Regions from separate parts of the Mus musculus genome. Here all the other regions are linked to region 3. Evidence: chromatin contacts called from public Hi-C data. All regions are on one chromosome and are shown on one strand. The core of a region is the stretch at or near the end of the contact, and the rest is flanking DNA. Distances in the headings are between cores, read along the strand shown.

Region 1 (3,475 bases), core at 166-2,665, 130 kb before region 3:
CTTATGCATAAATAACTAAGTAGTCACCTTGAAGCAAACCAGTGTTCTGACATTAAAGGGCAGGCTCTGAATTGTCAATTGCCTCATTTTTATCTTTCACAACATTCTTTGTTCACTAAATGTTACAGTGCAATACTCTTCTTAGTCCTATAACTCAATTTTTTTTGAGACAAAATTCATACCCCATAAAAATCCAGATGTTATCCAAAAGTTTTCAGGAAACATTTCTCAGAAACTCTTGCTTCTTTCACATTATCTTTCAGATGAACACATTTTATGCCTAATTTTTCCTGTCTGTAAGCCAGTGTATCTTCAAAAAAAATTAGCTATCTCCTTAGATAAACCATGTATAATTAAGTATTTATCTAATAATGGGCATTTACAATTTGTAATCTAATCCCAGGAAGATAGGGAATCAAAGTGTATTTAGAAATTAAGAATCCTTTATTTCTTACCCTTTTTAGCATTAACATTATCTCACACCATATAATTGGATTGTGGGTTAAATTAAAATGCATAATGAGATCTGGAATCTTCTAGAAAGCAATTCTATAGCTTCATTCAAACTTATAAAATGTTGAGAATTAAGTGGCCTAGCTGGGTTTGATATTCTTATTGTCTAGGAAGACTAAATTTGTTTCTGTGAGCACTTGTTTCTCAGAGGCCTAAGGCTGAAGGCATGCATCTGAAATGTCACACTCCCAAAATAAACCGTCCAGCTTGACTGACAGCAGACAAGTGTTCTGCCACCGTCCGCAACAGATACCTCAGCAGTGGATTCCCTTAAAAAGTCATTGGGTGCAGCTGATGCCACATGGGTTTTCTCTGAGCTATTCTTGGTCTGCCTTGCTTTATCAACGGGTCACATAACCTTGTACATTCTCAGCAGACACGTTTACTAAGGAAGCAAACATTCATGTCCCCATTTCAGACTCCTGGTTCTAGGACATCCCATACATTTTAAAAATCAGAATGGTTGACTATCGCTTCAGCACTTGATTCTTTTCTTTTTTCTTTTCTTCTTTTCTTTTCTTTCCCTTTCTTTCTCTCTGGAAAATGTACATTTCAAAACCAAATTTAAAACACAGATTCACACTGTAGGTCAGCAAGATGAAACCTTTAACAGAAGGCATTCATTGTTCAGAGCATCCAATAGTAACCAATCAGAAAGAGCTCCAGGGATCAAACAAGCTGGTTCTCACTCACCTGATTTCTCAGGAGTGCCCAAAAAGGGTGGGACCAAGCCCAAGTTTGCTTCTGAAACGACGTCCTACGTAGAGTTGGTTTTTCCAACCATCTCCGACATGAATCGGTGAGCCTCTAACCCTCCAAACAAAACCACACAGTCTTGACTGTGTGGTTTTGTTTCCTATGCAATCCCTACACCCGAGGCGAGGTGGGAATGCGCGACTGCTCCAGAGCCAGGGGCTGGCCGGCCCTTATATTCCCCAGATCTGCTGACAGCCCAACATCCTTACAGCCCGGCTCTGTGATTGGCTCTGTTAGGAAGGCATGATGGGAGAGGACCTATTTGGGAGTATCACAGACCACCTGTTCCTCTGATTGGCAGTGCTAAATTTAGCCTTTCAGAAGAGGCTTTACCGAGGAAATAGAATTGTATTTTAAAATCGACCTCACTGGGACTCAGAGACAAGAGTGGTTGCTGCAAACGTGAAAACTCTACCCAGGTGGAACGGAGGCCAGAATGTGACAAAGGATAAAACTTGTGGACATTTGTAGATCTAAAACAATCCTGAACTTGAGCCCCGTGCCCTGTGAGTCAGGCTCCACTTCTGTTCCCTACCCTCTAAACCCAACCAAATGGGCCTGTCAATCATGACAGCTGATGAAGTAATTTATATCACACATAGGTTTCATCTTCTCTGAAGACTCAGTTTCGATAAACGTAGCATTTGAAGAGAATCCATTTGTCCTGTTTGTTCTATAGAATAGCTATGCCAATGTCAGTGAGTTATGTGTACCCCAGCCTTGCAGGAAATAACACCCAAAGGCAAAGTCTGCTTAAGGCTTCGGTATAGTCTGTGTGGGACAATGTCTGCTCTGGTTAGAGTTCATTTTTGCCTGCCAGTAGTATTTACCAATACCCATGGGCTGCCTTGCTGAGTGGTGAAGTCTGAGTTTAAACCAGCCATAGGGTTCTTTTACTTGGTGTAAGATTAGTACAGGGTGTGCTTCTAATCTCTGCAGCTTGCTGTCACTAATGGGAAGTGTTTAGGGCATGATATACTTACTATTTTAGGAGTGAATTTAATTTTAAGCCAGAGATAGTTCAAATACAAAAGATCATATCAAATGGCCTTTGTTGTGGCTCAACCCAGGGATTTGTAAAATTCTGCTCAGAGCAAAGAAAATTGACTCATTGATAAAGGAAAGACACTTCTATCAATAAAACAGACTTTAAAAAATTAAATTTTAAAACAAATTTCCTTATGTTTGTAATAAAAATGTTCCCTGTTGTGGGATAAATTGGCCTTGCAGTAGACTTTGAACTTTTTGAGCCTTTTCAGTCTCCTGGCTACCTATATAGTGATAGTTCATTAACATTTAACAGCTTCAATTTACCAGCAACTGGCTCCGTGAAGCTCTGATAAGAAGCTGACACCACCGTGTCCTTATTTAAACAGCTATCTCCTTTACCTAAGTGCTGCTGTCTGGCTGGAGCCGCCATGCCCAACCCCCACCAGCCGGTGTCTGCTATCACTCAGTTTCATCCCTTTCTTCCCAAATGGCCAGTTTCATGTTGTGTATCTTGACAGTGACTCCCAACCAGAGACTCCTGTTAAGGGAACTTGTCAGTCATAATAGACAATAAGTGAACTTCTTGTTCGGGGTGCTCAATAATTTGCTATTTATTTAAAATTCATTTGTGCATCTCTCTCTCTCTCTCTCTCTCTCTCTCTCTCGTGTGTGTGTGTGTGTGTGTGTGTGTGTGTGTGTGTGTGTAGCATACATGTTTCTAATCTAGAGTATGTCAGTGTCATGTCATGTTTATCGGGGGCAAGTGAAGCCATTTTAGCTCTGGAAACTTTAGCTAACAACTGAATAGAGACCTGGAGCTTGTGTTCCATTGAGTTGAGCCCAACACAATTCAGAGAGCAGATAAGCTATGAAAATACACCATATACTGCAAACATGAAGTCCTATGTGTCTCCTCCCGAGCTGCCTGTCTGTTCGCTGTCCTTGAACTTTCTAGACTTTTCAGTATTATTGAGATCCCAGCCTTTGGGTGCTCACGTTTGTAGAACGCTCTGAGTTAAGGAGGAGAGAGGGGGGATAAGGAAGGAAAAGGGAATCAGCCAGCACTCACTGCTATGAAAAGAGGCGACTGATGTATAAACGGTATCAGACTGGGTACCGCACCACAGTAAGCATTAGCTTTTTCATTAAGTTGGGCATAGTTGGAGCATAGCAAGCCAGCCTATTGGAAATGAGCCACTTCTCAGACAGAGGAGTC
Region 2 (3,451 bases), core at 162-2,661, 75 kb before region 3:
TCTGTGATCCTAGTCTGTAATCCTGCGATTACAGTCTCTGGGAAGCAGAGACAGAATTCCCAGAAGCTCAAAAGAGACTGTTCCAAACAAGGTAGAAGAGTGGGCTGGCATCCAAGGTTGTCCTCTGTCTCCCAAACACACACTGTAGTATGCCAGCACCTGTGCCCACACACACAAACTCGCACTCACGTATATATCTCTCTCTCTCTCATACACACACACACACAAAATAAAACTGAATACAATAAAGTAATAGATAAAATAACCATTACAAAAGGAATTAAGGTGTTCAGACACTGACAATTATACACTGGATAACACAGCTTTCTACCTTACTGTATTTACTGAATCATGTCATCATTATTGATCAGTCTAGAGGAAGAAAGAGAAGTTCTACCATCAACTGGATAGCCAAAGGGTTTTATTCACTTTTTCAACCAGGAAGGCTTAACATCTACTTGAATGCTGTACGAGCATGGTGGGGAGATGGATCCCTAACACTTTCATTCTAAGCCATGTGCTTCTAATTTACTAAGAAGATTAAGAAACGTCAGACTTAGGAACTGGTAAGAACGACTTCATTTCTGCATGCCCAGCATGCATGCATGTCCACAGAGGTGATTTAGAAGGCCAAAGAATGCCTGCGGTGCTACGGGTATGTCAAACTGGAGAGCTTCATTCTGACACATAAGCTTGTGCCACAGAGTTGCTGGCACTATTCTTGTTTAGTCACATTGGAAAGCCAGTCAAAATCTAATCTCTTGTACCTTTCTTAATGCAAATTCAAGAGCACTATACATACAAGTAGAAGGGAGCGTGGATGAAGGGCCTCTAGCATCCACGAATCCAGCCACACCACATTTCTCTTATCCGCACATTCCAATAGGAAAACTTAATCTAATCCCCACGTAAGTTGGTATCCCAGTTTTAAAGGAACTAAGTGCTCTGGTTACTGCTCTGGGGTATCATTGTCCACACAGCTGCTTCTAACTTTAGCAAGCTTGTCAACAATAGGGCATGGTGGAGACGGGTCAGACAACTGCCCTGCTTGTACATATGAGCAGCCACACACGCCAACTGCATGGGAAAGGGAATAGTTTATTCACTAGAAACCTATAAACGCTATAATTCGAATTAGTAAAATTTATGTATTATGGATGTTAGAATATTTTTTTAGTGAGTGAGTTGATTCTTTCCTCTGTGTAATGCTCAGTTCCTCTGTGTTTGTACAGAGGAAGTAGCCCAAACTTACATGCCATAATTAGAAAAAATTCTAAAATTGTAAAACTGCTCGCTCTCTCTTTTTGAAACGTATCCTCTCATAATTTCCCCAGTGAGTGATAAGTCTCTCTTCAGGGCTAGAAATGAGAAAACTTCTCTAGAAACAGAAGGTTAAGAGCTCCTGACAGGCTAGGCTGGCTCGCTATTCTTAGCCTTGACTAAGCTGGCTGAGGCAGCTTTCACAAGAATGCCTGATGTGTAAGTCTGGTACTGGCAAGGCCAACTGGTGTGAGGGACATGGGCTATTTAAAACCAAGGCAATGGGTTTGCAAAGAAAACCTTGCTTTAGGACTGTGGCATACTGGCTGAACTTCCAAATTCAAAACGAGCAGTCAGGTTTTGTTTCTCTAGCATCCACTTCACAAGTTCAGAGACTCATAATGAAAGGCTGAAATGCACCACCACCCAGAGATGCTTGGATTCTAAACGAAGACATCCAAAGATGCAAAATCTAATCCGGATGAGCTTCTGCAAATATTATTGGAGAGCACTGGGTCTCCATGTTGGACAGATTTCTGGAGAAGTCTCTTTGGTCTTCTTCTACTTGGTAACCAGAGAACATCTTCCTTAGCTCCAAGGCACATAGCAAAAGGAAGTGAGACAAGTCATAAAGCAAAGACCTGTTCTGAATTATAAGCTGCAGCCAGTCTCAGCATTAAACATTGTCTTGAATGTCCACCATCTTCATAATGAATTTAGTACATTTTGTTTGTTCTACTTTGGGAAAGGGTAACTATCATTTTAAACGTGAGCTGTCCATACCTTCCAGAAGATCCTACATGGTATTTTACAGACATCAAACACTACGATTTAAATTTTTAAGCCTTTGGGATGAACATTTTCTGAACAAATTGTAATTTTTCCTGTCCACTTATATATGCTACCCAAATCCAGCTGGGTCAGGGCCTGCTGAGCAGATGGCTGGGCGCTGAAGTACCATGTGGGTTTTAAGTTTCTCAAGACTCTTCTGTGTTTTACAGACATTTGTAGAGTTACAGCATGGCTCTCGGTAGCCACATGAAATACATTTGTTGGATAAAGACAATTTACTATTTTTTTTCGAAGACAAGTTTGGGTTACAAATCGGAAAAATGAACATTGTCTGTGTTTTTCTCAGTGATGCCCATCTGGTGTTCTGTTCCCTATGTAAATTGTTCCTGTGCCCTTTCCTGCAGTGGATGGTACCCATGCTCATTTTGTCCGCGGCAAAGTGCCAGACAGTAGAGTGTGGTTTTCATTCTATCACCTATGCGTGTTATATAAAAGCATCACTCCTCAGTTATAATCTATTGCTTCTGATCCAGTTTCTGTGGCTGGCTCTCAGATGACCAATCCATTCAAATTTGCAACAGAATTTGGGGGATTCATGCCTGGTATATGGAATATATATGCTAAATCCTTTCCTTCTTACTTTCTGATAGGAAAGCTGTTGCTGTCCTCGAGGAGATTTTCCCGGGTAAGGTAGTGTAACGGTCTGGAAGCTTCTGTGTGGAAAACTTATTTTGAGAAAATGGATAGCGGCCTGATTCTGTCATCCCATTCTTCCCAGCAAAGTAATTGTTTGTGACACAAAATAGGAGCCTTTAAGTTATAAATCCCCATTAACATCATGTAAATATAAGGGTAATTCTTTTGTTGGTCAGCTTGTAAGAAGGAAACGTAGCAGCATACTAACTTCTCAAAGGTAGATTATAAACAAATGAGGTTCCTTTGTAATATAATATGGTCATGGAAATTTCTAGGATATTTTGTGTGTTAATGATATATTCACATGGCCAAGCAAGAAAATCCAAAGTGCTATTGAGCTGTTATGCATACGAATGTATCCTTGCATGAAATGGGTAGGGAAAAAAATGCCATAAAATCTGGCAGTTTGACAGTTGTGTTTCTCACGGGTAAACATGAAGAAAACGAGTTTTTCAAAAACTTCCTATGCATAAAATTATGCAAAGATAATGTAACACAAAAGGCACTGTTACGTGTCTTTAAAGGAAATCACATCTTATTTTTCAAATGGCATTTCAAGCGGCTTCCTTTCGTTCACCTTGAGGTACAAAGTCCTTCTGTAAGGGCCCCAGTGAAGAGTTCACTCAAAGTTAGCTTCAGCAAAGTCAAAAGAAAAGATTTTCTGGAAACAATCAAATCAATTGTGACAGATCACTCATACATA
Region 3 (3,335 bases), core at 398-2,897:
AGCCTCTGCTTTGTTTCAGTCCAATTTAAAAAAAAAAATGGTAAACTTCTCAGGGGTCTGTGACCATTTAAATAAAGCGTCTCTCATACTCAGACTAGACAATAATTATGACCTGTTAGTGTGTCGATGTGTGTGTGTGTGTGTATGTGTGTGTGTGTGTGTTTACAAGCTTCAGTCTTACTGTTACTCTAGCAGTTAATGGGCAGTGGCGTTCCCTAACGCTCTAGTGATCATTTCTATGCAATCTGTAAATGACTCAGCCTATTCCAAGAGTCATCTCCCTTGCATTCCCCACTCATTTTAGTGGACCTTACCTTTGCTTTGACTATCAGGTCCTCGTGCTTGCAGATTAGCTCTCTGTTGTCTGAAAGTGATGCGCCCAGACTCTGTTCCTGCAGATCTCTTATTGCTTTCTGAAACCAAGAAGAAACCTGGGGAAGGGGTGAGAAGAAAGGACCAATATGTAAATGATCAGGATAGACGATTTAAATGCAGACACAGTAGTGCAACCTTTCAAAACAAAGCAATTCGATCTCTTTCTACATACGCTAATTTATATAGGATGTTAACATCATCTAGGCATTTAATGTTCTCTTTATTTCAGCCTCTCAATGCTTAAGGGCAAAAAAGGACTAAATAACCAGAGAAGAGCCCAGGGAAGGGCTGCTTAACAGCTCAGTGGATTATGAGGCATGAGAAATGAGTCAGCATATTCTCCAAAAGCCACAGTGCGTCCCCATGCAGTCCATACATCTTGCTTCCTTTCCAAATATAACGTTTTTTCTCTATATAAACATGAGCCTGGATATAGTTACACAGATCCAGTTAAAGATATTGAACAGCCTATGTGGAATCATATTTTCTAGTATACAAAAAGAAAATACAAACGTATTTCATTTGCAGTCCCTGGAGGAAATCGGAGGAATGAAAAGGCACAGTTATGAAACCCCATGGAGACTGTAAGAACAGGACGTGGGTACCAGATACATGTACGGTTGACTCAGGACACATGACACACAGTGTCAAGACAACAGATATTGTGGAGGTTGATTGCAGTAATAAATATGTTGTTATTTTAATTTTTTAATTAGTTAACTTTGGAGGAATGCTGACATTGAACCCAGGATCTCACACAAGTCGAACAAGCACTCTACCATTAAGTTTGTGGTGTTGCACTTTTAGTGAGGCCAGATTTTAAGAGATACTATAACTTGATGTGAGACTTCTGACTTAAGACTCCTGAACACAAGAACCTTGATATCCATCAAATGAAGTGCAGCTAGATTTGCACTATCTGCTTCTGTACAGCATTATCCCTGAATCCTATCAGAATGACTAATTTGTAAGACACCACACTATAAACTAGATGTGTGGCTCGTTGCTTTGAGAGCATTGTCTTCGTCTTTCTCAGTAAGTCCACAACAAGAGCAATCTAATCATACAAACGTACAGAAGAAGTAAATGAATTGGGAGAGCTGAAGCCGTTTATCTAGAGACAGATGGTAGCAGCAGAAGAAGGATCTGCCCCAAGTGTACATAATTCCAAAATCCATGCTCTTCTGCTGTGCCCCGCCACTATGCTCATGTCACCTACAGTCTTTCAGCCCTGTTGTCTGGGGATACTGTTGCCAACCTCAAAGATGAAAATTGGCAGTCCGCTCAAAATGGTGGGCAGAGCCAAGAGTCATACTGTGTCTTTCTGAGGCCCCAGTTATCTTGTCTGCACAGCCATGGGCTTTCTTCCAGCTCCTGTAACAGGAAGGGATATATGAAGCCGGAGGCTGAGGAAAGGGTGTCGGGTCTAAAGTTCCAAACTGAAAATGTGCCTCATGCTCCGCAGATGGCAGTGGTAGAGGCTCACCCCAGTGAGATGCCTGTGGGCCACGGGGAGCTGGGGTGGCAGCTGATCTTGAGAGCAGAAGGTCTGAACTAGCTCAGCATTTCCCCAGCACAGAATGGGGAATAAGTTACGGAGCAACAGGGTTTCTTCAGCTTACCAAAATGTTAGCCCATTATCAGTACAAACAACAAAAAAAAAATCCACATTTATCCTGTAGCCATTTTTATATGAAATTCACCTTCTTCCTAATATTGGTAAAGTATGTGATATATATATTTCACATTATATAGACATGTATGTATATAGTATTTTTATATATTTATAGTTCCTTGAAACCATTTTTCTGGTATCCAATTAGAACTAGATAAGTACAATATACATAGAAGAACCCACAGAGGGCACTTAGAGAACAGCACTAAAAGTTATTTTGCTTTTATATAAAATAATTTCTTACAACGCCAGCGAGTGCTTACAGAAATGTGAACGGAGGAGTGGTTTGGGGGGTTTTCCTCAAAGAGAGCATGAGAATAACTAACTGAGACTATTTAGTTGTTGAGGACCAGAAGTGAGTGTTTTCTATTCCTAGCTAGAGTTGGGGTGGGGGTAGACATCTCAAGAATGTTTTATTGTGGGCCAGCTAATATGGACGCTAAGTGGATGAAACAAAGGAGGAAGCAGGTGTTCCTTAATCTCCCTGAACAGGTGAGAAGCCTATAGCCGCAGATAATCCTATTTAATTTGTGAGTCAAATATTTGTCATCTAACAAATGTCAGAGATGATGAAACCTAGAAGGAAGCGAGGGAGGGAAATTCTGTGATTTCTTTTTCTTCCTCTTCTTCTCCTCCTCCTCTTCTTCCTTCTCTTCTTCCTCCTCTTCTTCCCCCTCTTCTTCTTCCTCTTCTTCCTCCTCCTCCTCCTTCTCCTCCTCCTCTTCTTTCTTCTTCTATTGATATTGATCTTACCTCATAGCTCTAGCTGGCCTGGACCTTGGCACACAGACCAGGTGGGCTTCCACTGCCTTCCTCTGTTCCCCAAGTACTGGGATTGAAGGTCTGCACTGCTGCAACAGCTTGTTTTGACTTTTAAATAGTGCTGACTGACTTAATCCTTTGGTTCTTGCTGACACTATTTCACCCTTCAAAAGCTACCTACTAAGCAACACGTTGGAGGTAGAAAACTCTTGTGATACTCAGTAGCTTTCATCCTGGCTTCCAAAACTTATGATTCTAGTTCTACACATTTTTTTTCTGACCAGATACACTTTAGGGAGAAACACAAGTTGGTATGAATGCTTGAAGTAAGTAGATCATCATTAGCACATTACATCTTATCATGAGGCATTCTGACACATGAGTGGCCACGTAGATCAGGTTTACCACCTGTGCTGTGAGATGCACACAAACAGGTTCAGAGTTCTCAGGCTAAAATAAGACACCCCAAATAGCCACAAGAATATCCACCACCATGCTCTGATACCCGGTCAATCATTCATTA

The links. Hi-C and Micro-C count contacts between places; a contact is called where the count stands out from the background.
Region 1: a Hi-C map of myocytes shows a contact between it and region 3, with 3 times the contacts expected there. The contact joins the promoter of Ttn here to the enhancer-like site in region 3. A contact is called at or near these places in 2 of 484 Hi-C or Micro-C datasets (muscle stem cells and myocytes) and 1 of 9 other capture datasets (liver).
Region 2: a contact with region 3 is called in a Hi-C map of myocytes, with 2.0 times the contacts expected there. The contact joins two enhancer-like sites. A contact is called at or near these places in 1 of 484 Hi-C or Micro-C datasets (myocytes), 1 of 115 datasets of contacts at active chromatin or transcription factors (embryonic stem cells) and 1 of 9 other capture datasets (adipose tissue).

The regions. Positions count from the first base shown.
Region 1 is chr2:76,981,132-76,984,606 of GRCm38.p6, forward strand. It overlaps Ttn (titin), which reads right to left and starts at 1,416. Exons shown (of 313, transcript NM_011652.3): 1 at 1,207-1,416.
Region 2 is chr2:77,032,855-77,036,305 of GRCm38.p6, forward strand. The region is part of intron 17 of Ccdc141 (coiled-coil domain containing 141); the gene reads right to left. Among named protein-coding and RNA genes, the nearest start is that of Gm39862, 36 kb to the right of the region's middle. Within about 2 kb of position 1,412, at least 15 of the 459 cell types and tissues checked have an H3K27ac peak or open chromatin away from gene starts, as enhancers often do. A contact at or near this core is called in myocytes, where this site is marked.
Region 3 is chr2:77,108,049-77,111,383 of GRCm38.p6, forward strand. It overlaps Ccdc141 (coiled-coil domain containing 141), which reads right to left. Exons shown (of 24, transcript NM_001025576.3): 6 at 315-431. Among named protein-coding and RNA genes, the nearest start is that of Gm39862, 39 kb to the left of the region's middle. Within about 2 kb of position 1,648, at least 15 of the 459 cell types and tissues checked have an H3K27ac peak or open chromatin away from gene starts, as enhancers often do. A contact at or near this core is called in myocytes, where this site is marked.